3 separate regions of the Mus musculus genome follow, and regions 1 and 2 are each linked to region 3. A link is a contact called in public HiCAR-type and promoter capture Hi-C data. All regions are on one chromosome and are shown on one strand. Each heading gives the region's core, a stretch centred on a gene start, on an enhancer-like site or on the middle of the called end of the contact. The rest is flanking DNA. Distances are from core to core; before and after follow the strand shown.

What was found. Promoter capture Hi-C pulls out the DNA fragments that hold promoters and counts their contacts. HiCAR-type assays count read pairs that join an accessible place to other places.
Region 1: a promoter capture Hi-C map of liver shows a contact between it and region 3, with 3 times the contacts expected there. The contact joins the promoter of Lnpk here to the promoter of Sestd1 in region 3.
Region 2: a contact with region 3 is called in a HiCAR-type map of astrocytes, with 4 times the contacts expected there. The contact joins the promoter of Neurod1 here to the promoter of Sestd1 in region 3. A contact is called at or near these places in 1 of 39 promoter capture datasets (hippocampal neurons) and 1 of 115 datasets of contacts at active chromatin or transcription factors (astrocytes).

Annotation. Positions count from the first base shown.
Region 1 is chr2:74,576,473-74,581,183 of GRCm38.p6, forward strand. Lnpk (lunapark, ER junction formation factor) reads right to left here and starts at 2,476. Exons shown (of 13, transcript NM_027133.3): 1 at 2,347-2,476. It overlaps 4930445N08Rik (RIKEN cDNA 4930445N08 gene), which reads left to right and starts at 2,572. Exons shown (of 2, transcript NR_166470.1): 1 at 2,572-2,652.
Region 2 is chr2:79,455,153-79,459,819 of GRCm38.p6, forward strand. It overlaps Neurod1 (neurogenic differentiation 1), which reads right to left and starts at 1,484. Exons shown (of 2, transcript NM_010894.3): 1 at 1,399-1,484.
Region 3 is chr2:77,278,283-77,283,260 of GRCm38.p6, forward strand. Sestd1 (SEC14 and spectrin domains 1) reads right to left here and starts at 2,310. Exons shown (of 18, transcript NM_175465.6): 1 at 2,273-2,310.

The sequences.
Region 1 (4,711 bases), core at 1,226-3,725, 2.7 Mb before region 3:
AAGGCTTAACTCTGTCCTGACTTACCCTAGTACCTGATAACATAGTCATTACCCATAATTGTTTTTCTTGATGTACTTATTGCCATTTTCTAATCCATCTCACTTTCTTGACTCTAGCATTTCCTTCTGAAGCATAAATCACTCCCTTCCTCAGGCAGCTTGTCCCCAAACAAGTGCAGTCTCTTTCCAGCTCTGATATCACAATGGGACTTAGCATGTATGACCTTAAGGGCTGAGTGCATCTAAATGTGGGGGGTTAAGATTTATTTTCATGTGTATGAGTATTGTGCTTGCATGTATGTGCACCATGTGTGTGCCTTGTGCCCAGGGAAGTCAGAAGTGGGTGTTAGAGTTACAGATGGCTGTGACCCACCATATGGGTCATCTGAGTGCCCCCAAGCTCTCCAGCCCTCTACCATACTGATGATGTTTTCCACTGTTATTCACACTCAGACCTAAGTGTTTTTCTTGAATTCTCAACTCACTTCAAATCACATTAAAACAATGGGATAAGGATTCAAAACATGGCTCAGCCATTTACCAGCTATATGATCTTAAACTTAGAGAGTTCTTAAACTCTGAGCTTTGGCTAATAAAGCAGTTAGAATATTTACATTCCTTGGAATTGTATAAATTTAGTGAACTTATTTATCACTTGGCACAGTATTTAGCACATAGTATTTAGGTAATTTTAGCCATTACTATTGCTGTTACCAAAACCACATGTAATATCTAAATGAAGCATGTGCCTAACATTCCATTAAATGAGTGCATATTTTAATTATTTCATAATTTAAAATCTGTAAGTATAAAATAAGTTTGTGTTTTTACTAAAAATATTTTTCTCATTTACCCTAGCATGGAAATAAATAAATGGAGTATTTTTCAAGCACTTCCCATTATAATAAACGTATAAGCCTTCATAGAAAACAACAAAAGAAATGGAGTTTTGTGGTTTTTAACCTTTGATTCCAAACTTAAATATAAACTAGTCACCTTTAACAGCATCTCCACATTATACTACACAATTTGGGTTTAAATGTGATTTGTTCGAAATCGCTTTCAAATGTCCAAATAGGCAACTCTGAAATATCTTACACCAGGTTTATTGCCCAAAAAAAAAAAAAAAAAAAATGGTAAGCACACTTCTAAAAGCACTTTTAATATGAGATGACCACCACAAAATAAATAAATATAAAAATTAAAAATAAAAAAGACTGACAGGGAGATTTCTATATGAACTCATACCTTTATTAGAGTCACCTATCCAAGCATTCTTCCAACATATAAACACCATAAACATTTATTAACATCATTACTATGGTGACCCCAATAGATGTCAAGGAACTTTTTAAAACTTCACTTTTAAATGAACCACTCTTGCTTAAGGTTCGTATTCGAAATCAACTTTGTTCTTCTAAGAAGGCACTATGGAGACCTTTGGGAACTAGGTATTAGCCCTGCCTGCCAGCTTGAACATATATATGCCTGTAACTAAATTTACTCACATCCATCACACCTCTAGACAATGTTGTCAACGCTAAGACTGAGGCCACAGAGACAGAAAACAATAGGCTCTAAGCACCACAAACCAGAAACCAAAAAGTAAGAACAGAACACTGAAAACTCAGTGAGTCGCAGGTGTTGCTTAAAACTGCACGCAGAAATAAATTCACCAATCCGAACTCTCCGTCCGCAAACACACCATCAAAGAATTAAACCTACTGATGCCCCTTGGAGTTGCTTTTCCCGGGTCGCTCCTGTCACCACGCACCTTCGTCCTACCCCACCCCTCAGACTGGTCGCTGTCCCTCCAATAAGTAAGGACAATGGTTGTGGAGCAGCTCCTCTAAGTCGCTCACAATCCACGCCCACACGCGGACGGAGCAGCATGACACTGACAGTTTTCAGACCTTCCCGTCGTGCCAGCTCAGGTGGACGCGGAGGTGATCGGGGCTCTCAGGGTGGATATTTCAGCTAGGGATGTGCTCTCTGGGACCTTCTGACACTTCTTAACACAGGGGGGGCCCAAGGGCTCGGGCTCTAAACAGCCACTGCGCGGAATCCCTGAGAACATACCCGGAAAGAACACCGGCCTCAGGGGAGGCAGAGCCGGGTCTCGTGCGCTCCGGAGCCGCTCGGGCCGCTGTTCAGGGCGATCCACGAGAGAAGGCGGCAACAGTGTACGGAGGGCAGCAGCCCCGCGGCGTGTTCCCCAGCCGCCACCAAGCTCTAGGCCACTTGGCAGGGGCGGAGGCACCCGGGCCGGCGCGCCGAGGAACCCGGAGACTGGTTCCCGCTGTCCGGAGCGCCTCCGTCTACGCGGCCCTCCCTTCACAGTCCTACCTGAGAAAAGCGGGCGCCGCTCGGCCTGGGCGTCCACTCGGGGAAGCCTGGGTCGCCACCGCGTAGAGCCTCTGGAGCAGGCAGCAGCACCTACAGATAGAGCGCTGGGCCCGGCCAATGCCTTCCCATCAAACCCCGCGCTCCTGCCGCCAGCCAATGGGCGCTGCAGCCGGCGCGCGCCGCTCCCCCATCACGTGATCCGGCCGGCCCAGCCGTTGGTGCCTCAGAGCGGCGGGTGTGGCAGGAGGATTTAGGCTGAGTATCCTCCGCGCTAGTGTAGGCTGTCGGTCCTCGGGGCACCACAGGGTAGGGCGGTTCCGACTGACTCTTACTAGTTCTGCCTCCTTTTCTCATGAACAACTCCCACGCCCCAGTCTCGCCAAGAAAAGAAACTGATCCTGATTGTCCCAGACCTTCTGAGCGAGAGAAGAGTGGGGAGGACAAAGGGGAGGGACGTTGAAGGTCGAGACCTGTGTGTCTGGAAAAGAGAGGGTACCTGAGATCCCAGATCAGCTGTCATCCAGAAGGCAGCAAAAAAGTTTACATTGCATAGCTCAGAAGCCATCCCAGCCAAGCAAGTGGAGAGAGACAGACAGACATCATACATAACACCTCCTGGCCATACCCCATGAGGGCTTTAGGCTTGTTTCTGTTGCTCTTGGACGTCAAAAAGGGTCCTTTCATGACTACGCGCTTATCTCACCAGCATGAGAAGAACTTGAAATGATAAGGATGGTCTTTTCAAGCTAAGGGGTAGCAACAAAGGCTGAGCTTTCCAAAATTACACTCTTAACAATCTCCAAAACCTCTGAATAACTGGGGCCCCTTAAACAGTAGTGCTGTATTTCCCTAAGAATTGAAAACGACCTAAAGAAGGCTGTATTCCAGTCAACTGCAAGTATCAATAACAAAACTTCAATGGGAGGGGTGGGGGCGCTCCATAGGCAAAATTAGGAGGGAAACTTCAACAAAAGCTTTTATGTTCTGTGTTCAATCACTTTTACGGGTTTTTCTTCTTTAGTTAAGGAAGAAAATGTTTCTGATTTTCAAAGTGCAATAGATATAATAATATGCTATGTTTACACTGACAACACCAGCAGAGAAGAAGGCATAGACATAGTATCTACTTTGTAAGATAATCCCCTAAATTCTAAGATCTTCAGTTACAGCTTTGTAAACTTAAAAGAATAGGAGAGAGCTAAACTTTAGTGTGCCATGTATCGCCTCACCAATGTGGAAGAAAGTAAACAGACATTTCACCAGTTTTTATTTGGAAAATTAGCCATTTTATTTCCCAGCCTTGGTAGTTTCTAAGAACATAAAACTCGTGCTGCCTCTTGTCTCAGATCTTTCCTAAAGGGAACAGGAAAGTTTTGTTTGTTTTTGTTGTTGTTGTTGTGTTTTGTTTTGTTTTTGACTCTTGCTAATACTTGTCCTAGGGTTTTTCATTGAGCTATCAGGGAGTTTAAAAATAAAACAGGACAGAGAGAAGAGAGCTAGCTAGAGGCAAAGATTCTAAAAGATCTAATCCTGAAAAAAAAGTTTCTAGGGAAATCACATGAGAAAAAATGTTAGCCTAGCCAGGTTTGAAAGGGAAACATAAAGTCTAAATCATCTCTCAAATCTTCCCAAGTATTTTTCAAGTGAGGAAACAAAGTAGAAAAATATGTATAGTGCTAAAGACAGCACTATATTTATATTTGTCTTATAAATGGAGAGGATATCCACCGAGGATATGGCTAGATGGTAGTAAGCTTATCTAGTGTATACAAGGCCCAGGATTTAGTCCGCAGTACCATGAAAGAAATGAAGAAAGTGAAAAGGAAGTGTGTCACAGGACAATGCAGGAAAGACAAACAGAACTAAACATGGGATATACTGCTAAACTGCAGACTCCAGGATGATTTTGAGTATTTATGGACTAGGCCCTTCGTTAAGTACTGAGGAAGCATACCATAGCTACAATAAAGCATCCAACAGGAGTGGGAAGAAAACTACAAGTTAAAAAGTGTTCTATGTTCACAGTGTTAGAAGGCATCACAGCAGCCAGGGATGATGGGAAAGCCAGTGGAGCGGCTGTTCTAACAAGTCCTCAAGAGTGGCTCCCTACTAAGCCTAAACCGTAACAGGACAGCATCTAAAGAAGTGAAATCCAGAGACTACTTTGAGAGAGGAAACAAACTGTTCAAGCTGATAGAATTTTAAGACTAATTTAGGAAGAGGGTATTCAATTTTCTTAGGTGTTATGAAAACTTACAGGTGGGGAATTTGTCAATCTAGCCAGAGGTGTTAGAGTAAGCTTTCTTAAGGAGGTCACACTCAAATTAGATCCAAAAGATAAGAAACACAATCGTGAAGAAACACA
Region 2 (4,667 bases), core at 234-2,733, 2.2 Mb after region 3:
CAGAAATGCACACAAATAGAAATACACAGGAGTCCACTGCAAAATGGATGCCTCCAGGAAAAGTTAAACGCAGTGCTTCATGCTGGCGTGTCTGTACCTCGGTGCTGCGTAGTAGGTACCACTAGGCCTGTCATGAGTGGCTATGGGTGCCTTTCCTAGTGATCAGCTCAACTGTGTGCAGGGCAATTATCTGGCCAGGTGCCCTGTGTGGAAATGCGTACAGAGTGCATGGTTTTCTGACTGTGTCCCAAGTCACTCCCAACTCACAAAAACGATGAGTTTGGAAATGGAATACTCTGAACTCATCTCTGCTCTGGCTTCGCACTACTTAGAGGTTTAAATAAATTGAAAAGCCATTACGTAATTTCCTAGCACTGACCCCAATTTTTAAAGAAGATTATATGGAAGGGAGAGCCAATGCACAGAGGAGGAAAGGTAGTTTCCATCAAATTATTTTCCTATCGACAACACATTTGGCCACAGAAGTGGGCACAAGTCTTCCATCCCTCTCTTGCCTTTCTTTCTTTGCCTCACCACCCCCCCCCCACGCCCCCGCTAAATTCCCACCTTGTACAAAAGCTCTGGCTCCCAGGCGAGGCTCTCCCACGCGCTGGGGATCAGGTGCAAAAGGCTCCTCTCTAATAAACAGCCCATTGAAAGGGCCGCCCGCTCTTTATTGGGGCTTTTCAAAGTTCGCCTCAAACCTCCCTTTAAAAGATGGAGTAATTACAATGGTCAGCGACTGGCAATGGTGAAGGTGCTGCTTCTCATAAGAACTGTAAAAAGCCTTTAGTAAAACAACTGAATGTCTGGCCCCAGCATGGGGACTTGGCCGCCTCTGGGACAGTAACAGGTAGCAGGAAAATTTCCTTCCTTTTCTCCCCCTCTCCCTACATTTCAGCTAAGCTATTTCAGAGTCCAATCGGTTTTCCAGTACTACATTCTCCTGAAATAGATAGTTTCATATGCACGATGAGCCTAAATATCTGTACACCAAATAAAACTATGGGCAGCAGGTGTTTTTGTTTGTTTGTTTTGTTTTGTTTTGTTTTTCTCTTTCTCTCCTTTTCTCCCCTGAATAAGTGAGAACTGGAAGTGGTTGTTTGCTTTGGGGACTTTCAAATAACCGCTTACAAATAATTACAGTTACTCCCCTCCCCAAACATTCTAAAAGCTTCTATACTATTAAAAATTAAATGTAATTAGAAAGCCTGCAGGGGGTACTTGAGTGCTGGGACTCATTACGTGCGAGTACTTGTGGGCAATTACGAGGAGGGACACTGATCTCAAATATAGGGACAACCGACTCCACAAATGTGCGCATGCAAAGTACCAAGGTACAGCTCTTCAATTATTGCTTTTATTCTCGGGAGAGTAAAAAATAGGAATCATAATTACCTGTTGTTAAAAGGTTCTGAATAGTGACGATCTCATAACCCTGGAGCCTCGGGACACCTTGCCTTCTGCGTGGGCGAATTCCTCGTGTCCCGGTGGCGCGGGCGCTAGGGTTATATAGCCGAGTTGCTGATGCTGAGCGCGGGCGGGGCCGTGAGCTGAGCAACGAGCAGGTCCCTGCGCCCCGCAATCGCGCACGCGTCCAGACTGAACGACTCCCGCCCTCATTCACCCCTCCCCAGAACTTTCCTCCCGCCCCCTTCCACCACCACTCCCCTCACCCCCACAGTACCTCCGCCCCTGCTCCTTCCTCCCCGGCATGCGCCATATGGTCTTCCCGGTCCAGCCAAGAGCCGGGAACCACGTGACCTGCCTATTTGTATGCCGCGGAGCGCTCCATTCCGGCCCCTTTGTGGCCAGAAGAAAGTGGCCCATCTGTCGCCAGTTAGAGACTCCGCGGACCTGTTTTTACCCGCAGGAGAGATTAACCCTTTGTGGCAGCAGAAGACAGAGGACATGTGGGGGGGGGGGGGGTTGCGGGAGGCGAGCTGGAAAGGTAAAGAAAGATCACTGAGTCTATGTCCTAGCCTGAAGACTGCTTTAGCGCAGAGAGGTAGACAGAGGTGAACCACTCACAATCCCAGATACTGAGGTGCACTGAAGGGTCCTTCCCTTGACAATGGTCTCCGGTGGTGCAGTTTGACTTTGTTCTCTCTGGAGAGGCCCATCTCTTAGCTTCTACCTCTTAGCAGAGGCTTTGCTTATTGCCACCAAAGGGTGGCTGGCTTCTAATCTCCATCACCTCTCTAGGCAAACATTTATTTCATATAAAAACGACCTCATCTGGAAACACAGCCTTGACTCAACCTTCCTGACTAGAGCATCTTCTAGAATCCTTTGCAAGTCAGCTTCCATACCCTACACTTGAACACTCCAAATGTAAACCTAACGGTCACCTGCTCCTACCCCAGAGACTTCACTAAGAGTCTTCAACTCTAAACCCTAGAATTTTGTGTCTAAAGCTAGTTTTTGCCAGCAGACCTTGGCTCCGTTGGTTTTCAGATGCTCCTGGAGTAATGAATGACCTCAGCTAGCTCATCTAGGGAATGCTAAGATTAAACAACCCCGCACCAGAGGTGGGAATTTCATCTCTGACACAGACCATAATTCAATCACAGCCTTCCTTGAGCCCCTAGTGCTCAATCTCTGGGGCCTTGGTCAGAAGAAGCTCAAAGAGAAGCTGCAATAAAACTCTATTCAATGTGCTGTTTCCCTTTCTGGGGACTCTGTGTTTTGAGTCAAGCAAAGTCTATTGTGGAATAGCCTTATCTATTCTTAAATAAGGAGTCTTTATTTTCTCCATCTGAAGGAGGAATCTTTCAGATGGATGATCCTCCGTCCTTCTAGCCCAAGAAAAGTGACAGAGGAGGAGGAGGAATGGTTGGCCTCCTTTCTCTTTCCAGTTCCTCTTCTAACTCTTCATTAAGTTCTTACCCTCTTCAACCCCTTTGCAATGAATGCATCCTACTTGAATTGCTTATGTAAAGGCAATTGCCCTTGAGTTTGCAAACAGTGTCAGGGTTGAGTGGCTGGAATGGGGTACATCTGGGAAAGGGGAGGGGGAGAGGGTTCTAAGGAGATCCTGGGCATTTGCAAGATATTGAAAGTAACCTTCCAGACCCGGAACGAATCTAAAAAGAAAAGCAAGGCATTGTGGGAGTTCTTTGGTGGCCTAAAACATGGCACCAATCATTCTGGGATTCTAGAGATAAACTGCCTGGAGTTTTTCTTTTTCTTTGTTCTGTCAACTGGCTGAGAGCAGAGCAAGCAAGGAGCATTGTCTTTTTTTTTGGGGGGGGGGGTTGTTTTTTTGTTTTGTTTTTGTTTTTTTTCATTTACTCTGGGTGTTGCGTTTAAATACCTGGATCCGCAGAAAAATCTTGAAGGTTAAGCACAGTAGAGGCAGATTTTATTGGGACAGCCCTTCTATGAAGAGTTGGCATATCCTCATTCAGTGAAATGTAACTCGGATTCTGGCTCTCACCTCTCCATTTTAGGGGATGCTACAGGAGAGTTATTGGGGAGCGGTGGAAGTTATGGCTCAGGGGATCTGACTAACGGACCAGGGAGTTTTGAAAAGAAAAGCTACACCTGGATATTCCCGGAACTTGAAGTAAGATCTCTCTTTCCTGAATGTTCATGCTTTGCTGCATTCTAATGTGGCCTTGATTCCAAGTCGGAGTTACAAACACCAAGGCTCCCAGCAAGTGTCCTCCGAGCTCCGGGGAAGCAGTGGGTGCCTAATAAGGATGGGGGGTTAAGTATTTTTGCTTTGTGAAAGTATGTGTGTGTTGCGGGAAGGCGCAAGACTGCGGGACGGGGGGCGGGGGGCGGCCGCACCTGAACTGCACCCAGCTGGAATGCAGAGCGCTCGGTGGAGTCCGGCGCTGGGGCCCATGACCCTGGCCGGCTGCCTTGTTCTTATGCGCTGGTGGGTCTGCTGGGACAGTGGCTATTTCCCAGTTATCTCCGCTTGCCTGACCGGTGACCGCACTCCCCCAACTTTGGCCCCACCAGCCTCCCTAGGCAGCCGGGCGGCACGCGAGCTGCACGCGCAGGCAACAAAAGCCGCTTTTCATGACTCAGTGCCCTCGAGCAATGCCCTAAATCTGCCACCCCGCCGGGCCCTAGTCCCCAGCGCCGCACTGGACCCGACGCGGGTCCGTTACAGCCTCAGCCCTGGAGCCAGGGAAGCAGAGGCCTAAGGGAAGAATAGGGGAGGAGAGAGGACAGAGCAGTATGGCCTGGCTGTGGGGCAGGGGCGCATTCACAGAGCTAAGATAAAGAGCTGGGTCATGGCCTGCAGCGTCCCGGGTGGTGACCTGTTTTTCTCAGAAACAGATGCTTACTTTCCGTGAAAGGACCCAGTGTGTCTGTAGCTGCCTCACCGACTCGGATCGGCTCCCAAGCCTCTTCCTACAGACCCTGGAGTTAGGTAGCCCGACCTGGGCATGTTCACACCCTCCCCCAGGAGCCCACTGTTACCCAGCATAGTTCTTGGATACCTTGGGGTGCAGTGGATCGCTAGAGCCAGCAGCTGAGAACTAATGCCCCCTCTTAGGCGAGGGTAACTGCAAGGCCCTTAGAAGGCAAGGTTCTGACAAGACTACTGGGGTGGCTATGGCTTTCCTTCTCTGCCTCTCGGGAGGCGGTTGAACTCTCGGGTCCTGGCTAGAAGCTGGAATTGCCCGACTAGACAGGCAGGCGACAGG
Region 3 (4,978 bases), core at 1,060-3,559:
TGCCTAGATTTGGCTGTGATGTTTACATAATCTCATGAAAATACAAAACTACAAAATCCTCCACTGTAAGAGTGACTTCTATGGCATGAGATAGATCCCAAACAAGCCTACTATAGGAATCTAAGTTTTTTCTCCTTTTATTCGAAATACCCTGTTTTTCTATTCTATAGGCCTCTACTACTGTAATACAACACTGACCAACTCGGGGAGAAAAGGATTTATGTCACTTCACAAGGTCTAATCCACCAGCAATTCCCTTCCAGCAGGGTAACCAGGGCAGGAACTTGAGGCAGGAACGGAAGCAGAAGCTGCTTGCTTCCATGGCTTGCTCTGTTTGCTGTCTTAAGTAAGCCAAGACCACCAGCCCAGAAACAACATCAGCCCCCAGTGGCCTGGGCCCTCCCATACGTATCATTGGTCAAGAAAATGCCCCCACAGACATACAGTACGACCATTTGATAGAGACAATTCCTTAAATAAGAGTCCCTCTTCCCAGGTAAGTCCGGTTAACAAAACTAACCAGCACACTAGTAAACGGCCTACTCCTACCCCACCCCCCAAGATATTACTGTGTTTGCTTTCCAAAGCTAAAAAAAAAAAAAAAAAAAAGCTTTTGGAAATAAAAGACTACACATGAATGGTGTTTTTAATAAAGTGAACTTATTCCAAAGAAACTGTACAAATCTGCTATTATCTTGTTCCTTAAAAAAAAAAAAAAAAAACAAAATTAACTGTGTTTGTTCTAAGGGAATTCTTATAGAATACATATGTGTATACATATACATACATCAAAATGGGATTTTTTTCTCCACTACATTAGTGAGAGTGCCTGTTTATAATACCTTTAGGCACCTGTCAATCAACTGAAACCCAGGTAGACCCTTCTTTCTGTCCTTGTATGTTCTGCAATCTGCTTCCATCACTGCATCCTAATCTCTTCCATGGACCAAGGCTCATTCACAGTGGTTAAAATGCAGGTAAACTTTAAAAGCATAGAGTAGGGCCAATGTTTAAGGTTAAATTGATCTGGGATGTCTGAATACATATTTAGCAAAATGATTTCCTGGAATTGGGGATATAAAAACAATCAATAGAGATGTGCAAATGCTTAGTAATTCCTTTGGAGTTTTGTTGTCGTCATTGTTACAGGGTAAAGGCAGCCACCAAGTTCTGTCCACAAAAAAGTATTATGTATAAAGGCTTCCTGGTTCTAGAACAAAGAAAGTATTTTATTGCCTAAAGCAAAGGGAAGATATTTTCCTTCTATTTAGTATTGTTATACTAAAATAGCATACCAATGAAACCAGCTAGGTGTGACAAGTCCCAAGGTTTGTAAACAAAGATAACTGTTCTTTATTGTGATTTCTTCCTTGATAGGGGTAAATCCACCCCCCTAAAAAAAATAAAATAAAATTGATTCAACCAAAGAAAACCACAGGGATTTTCCAACATGGGGGGTGGGTACCCTGAATGACAATGTTAATGTGAGAGATTGTCAAACTGCTGGCAGGCATGGTGGGTTATGCTGGATACAGACAAAACCTAAAGACAGCTAGGACCTGTCAAACAGCAGCTGTCTAGTTATTCCCACAGCAGAATTCCCAACTTCTCTGGGTGAGGGCCATGTGTGAGAAGGTGTCAAAGCCTGGAGAGTCAAGGGGTCGTCAGTGTCTGTATGCCCAGCCACAGACAGGGTGAATCCCACCATCCCCTCCAGAGCCGGGCATACTGAGACTGTCCTTCTTTCTAAGGGACACTAGATATCTCAGGTCCCCGCACCCTGGCCAAGTATCTCCGGCCTCCCTTTGTGGCCCTCTGTGACTGGAGGGCTGTGACCCGCCCGCAGGCCCCGGAGAAGCCGAGCCCTACGGCAACCCCGGAGCTCCGGCCCTGCAGCCCGCGTCCCGCACCGGCAGCTACCGGCACACACAAAGGAGCGGGCCGGGATGCGGGGGCGCGGGGGCTTGCCTGGGATGCTCGCACGCGGGGAGGGAGTGGAACCCCATGAATCCAGGCTGACACTCAAACCTGTTGCTGGATTCGGGGCCCAGGGACCCCGCCAGGGCGCGGGCGCAACGGGTGCGGGCCGAGGCCGAGGCGGCGGGAGCGGGGAGGGCCCGCGGGGCTCGCACCTCGGGCGCTTTGTCTGCGGCGGGCGCGGACCAGCCGGCGGCGTAGCAGGGTGGGGGAACCGCCGCCGCCCTCCCGCCCGCGCCACGCGCGTCCCTGTCCCGCGCGGCCTGCGCCCCCCGCCCCGCGCGGCCGCACTCACCTGGCTGGCGCGGGCCGGGCTGGCGGGCGTTGGGGACGACGCGGGGACGCCGGCGCGGCGGGCGGAGAGCTGGGCGAGGCGGGAGGGAGGCGGGCCGGGGGCGGAGCGGCCCGGGCGGCGGGCCCGCGGCAAATCGCTGCCCGGCCCTCCGTGCGTCAGGCTGGGGGGCGGCGGCGCGGGTGGCCCGGCCACCTCCCGGCACCCGCGGCCTGGCCCTGTCCGCGCGACCTCGCGTGCGCCCGTGGCGGCCGCGCGGAGACCCCGCCCGGCGCGGAAGGGGGCGGGGCACTTGGGATTGACGTCCTGTGGTCCCCACCCCGTAGAGCTTGACCGCGTGGGTGGTGGAAGCTACCCGGGCCGGGGGTCAGGAAGTGTGGCTGGAGTGGTCCTAACACTCTTTTATTTGTTTTCTCCTGCTTCACCCATCTCCCACTTCCATAGTCTCTAAGGTCTCCCCTAGTGTAGAAACCCCTGTGTGCTGGGATGCCTGTGGTACCATGCACACAGGGTTGGAAACTGGAGGGGCAAAAGCTGGTTGGGATTCCAGACTTTTGTTTGACTCTGGGGATCTTTCTATTGGATGATCCAAAATTCACAAACGGGGCTTTCTGACGATGACTACCTCAGTATCCTCTTTTATTATTTTATTGCACAAGTCACTTTTAGGTCATTTCCTGAATTCAGTTCAAAAGAGTCATCCGCACAAAACCACAATGGCCACATGGTCGCTATGCCTGGTCTTCCATAGGATGCACAAGGCCACCCCAGTATAACCCAGTTTCGTTAACAATCTCTCTCCATTCCAAATAAGCACCCAACTTTCTCTGTTTAAGCTGCTTGGCTGAAAATAGAAGAGCAATTTCTTCCTGTTAATTCTGGGTGACAAATCTGTGTCTATTGCTACTACTTGGTCAAAGAAATCCTACTGTTAGCCACTCTTGAGAGCCATGGCTTTCTAGATTCACTTCTGCTTGAGTTCCATGTAACTGCCAACCCTCCCCCGGCCCCCAATCGAAGCCCAGCGTGCCTCTTCTGTATCTAAAAACCCTCATAGGTTGTGTATGTAGACTAGAATCCGCAGTAGACTCCACAACCTCTTCACCTGCTGTTCTATCTTCTGCCACATCCACACACCACACAGATTCCACAGGCTCTGAGGCTATGCTTCCATAGCTCCTCCCACTTGAAATCCATCCCTTGCATAGCCAGATGAACTCCTACCATCCCCAAAGACAGCTCATGACTTCTTCCTAGTACTGGCTCACAGGCCAGCCTCATCCCACACACCATAAACTAGACACTCTGTCCTCTCTACTTTCATAGAACCTTTGAGTTCCTGTGATTATCTTTACTACTTTCTTTCTTTGGTGGTCTTTTCTTCCTGGACCGTGTGATCCTTAAAAGAACAGAGATTTGACCTTGCTCATTTTGGGTTCCCCAGGGCATAGTACAGTGCTCAACACAAGGAAAGTTCTCTTTAACTGTTGAGATTAGGTCGTTATCTATCCAACAAAAAGTGTCTGTCTTCAAAGAGGAGGATCTACAACAAACTTGACACCCTACTGTGATTTTTCCTCCCTCTGCCCCGTGGGATTCTCTGCTTATCATGTTAAAACCCGTGTTTTCTCCGCTCACATTCTTCGCTTATCCAAATAACACAAGTGCATGCCTAAGGATCCTCTCCAGTAATTTTCAACACCATCTGACTTTTGTGTGTACTTTCTACTTACCCATGGGTCCCTCGGAGTGTCACTCAGTCACCTGATAAGAATCAAGAGGAACTAACAAAACAAATGAAAAACACTGGAGTATGGATTCACAGAAATGAGGGTGTTGCGCCTCCCAGGAGCTGACAGAGGGAACTCAGCTCCATCTTTTCAGCTGAGTAGGCCCCACAGCCAGAGTTCCATGTAAGCATTTGTAGAATTGTGTGTGTACGTGTGTGTGTGTGTGTGTGTGTGTGTGTGTATGAGACATGTACGAGAGAGAGAGAGAGAGAGAGAGAGAGAGAGAGAGAGAGAGAGAGAGAGAGAGAGAGAGAGTCATATCCTTGCAAAACACGTATCTATCACTTGCTTGAGCCTCAAGGGCCATTCCTCACTCTACAGTAGCATTTTCTCTTTAAGGTCCCGCTGCCGGCTCTGTGGAACTGAACTGTGTGTCTCTATGAACTCAGATGGTAGATAATGATATTGGTAGAAACATCACCTGTTTTAAATTATAAGTAGAGTGGGGAGCTACTAGATCTATAATTTCCTAGCTCTGTGACCTTGGACAAGCACCAATTCTATCAGTATGACTACCCTAAAAGGGAATGATAATAACAATGTTTGTACTATATGCTATCCTGACAAAATATGAAACAAAGTATATTAAGTTGTCCACAAATTTGAACCTAGAGCTACAATTGGTTTCTGAGCACAGAACATCCAGGCTCTTCTGCGTGTAGCTTTGGGAACGTCTGACAACAGCAGTCACAGTATGTTCCCTCTTCTGTGTGCCCTTTGCTCGAAGTCCACCCACCTTCTCCATCTAGTTGGTGCCTCTTAAGTTGTGCCCAGGAACGGAATCTCCAATTCCCGCTGTGAATGATAGCATCTCAAAACCAGTCTTGATACATCACGAACGGTTTCCTTCCTCTTAAGCTACCCATACCTATCAAGGTATCGTCGACTAAAAACAAACAAAATTATCCCCAAATCTTAT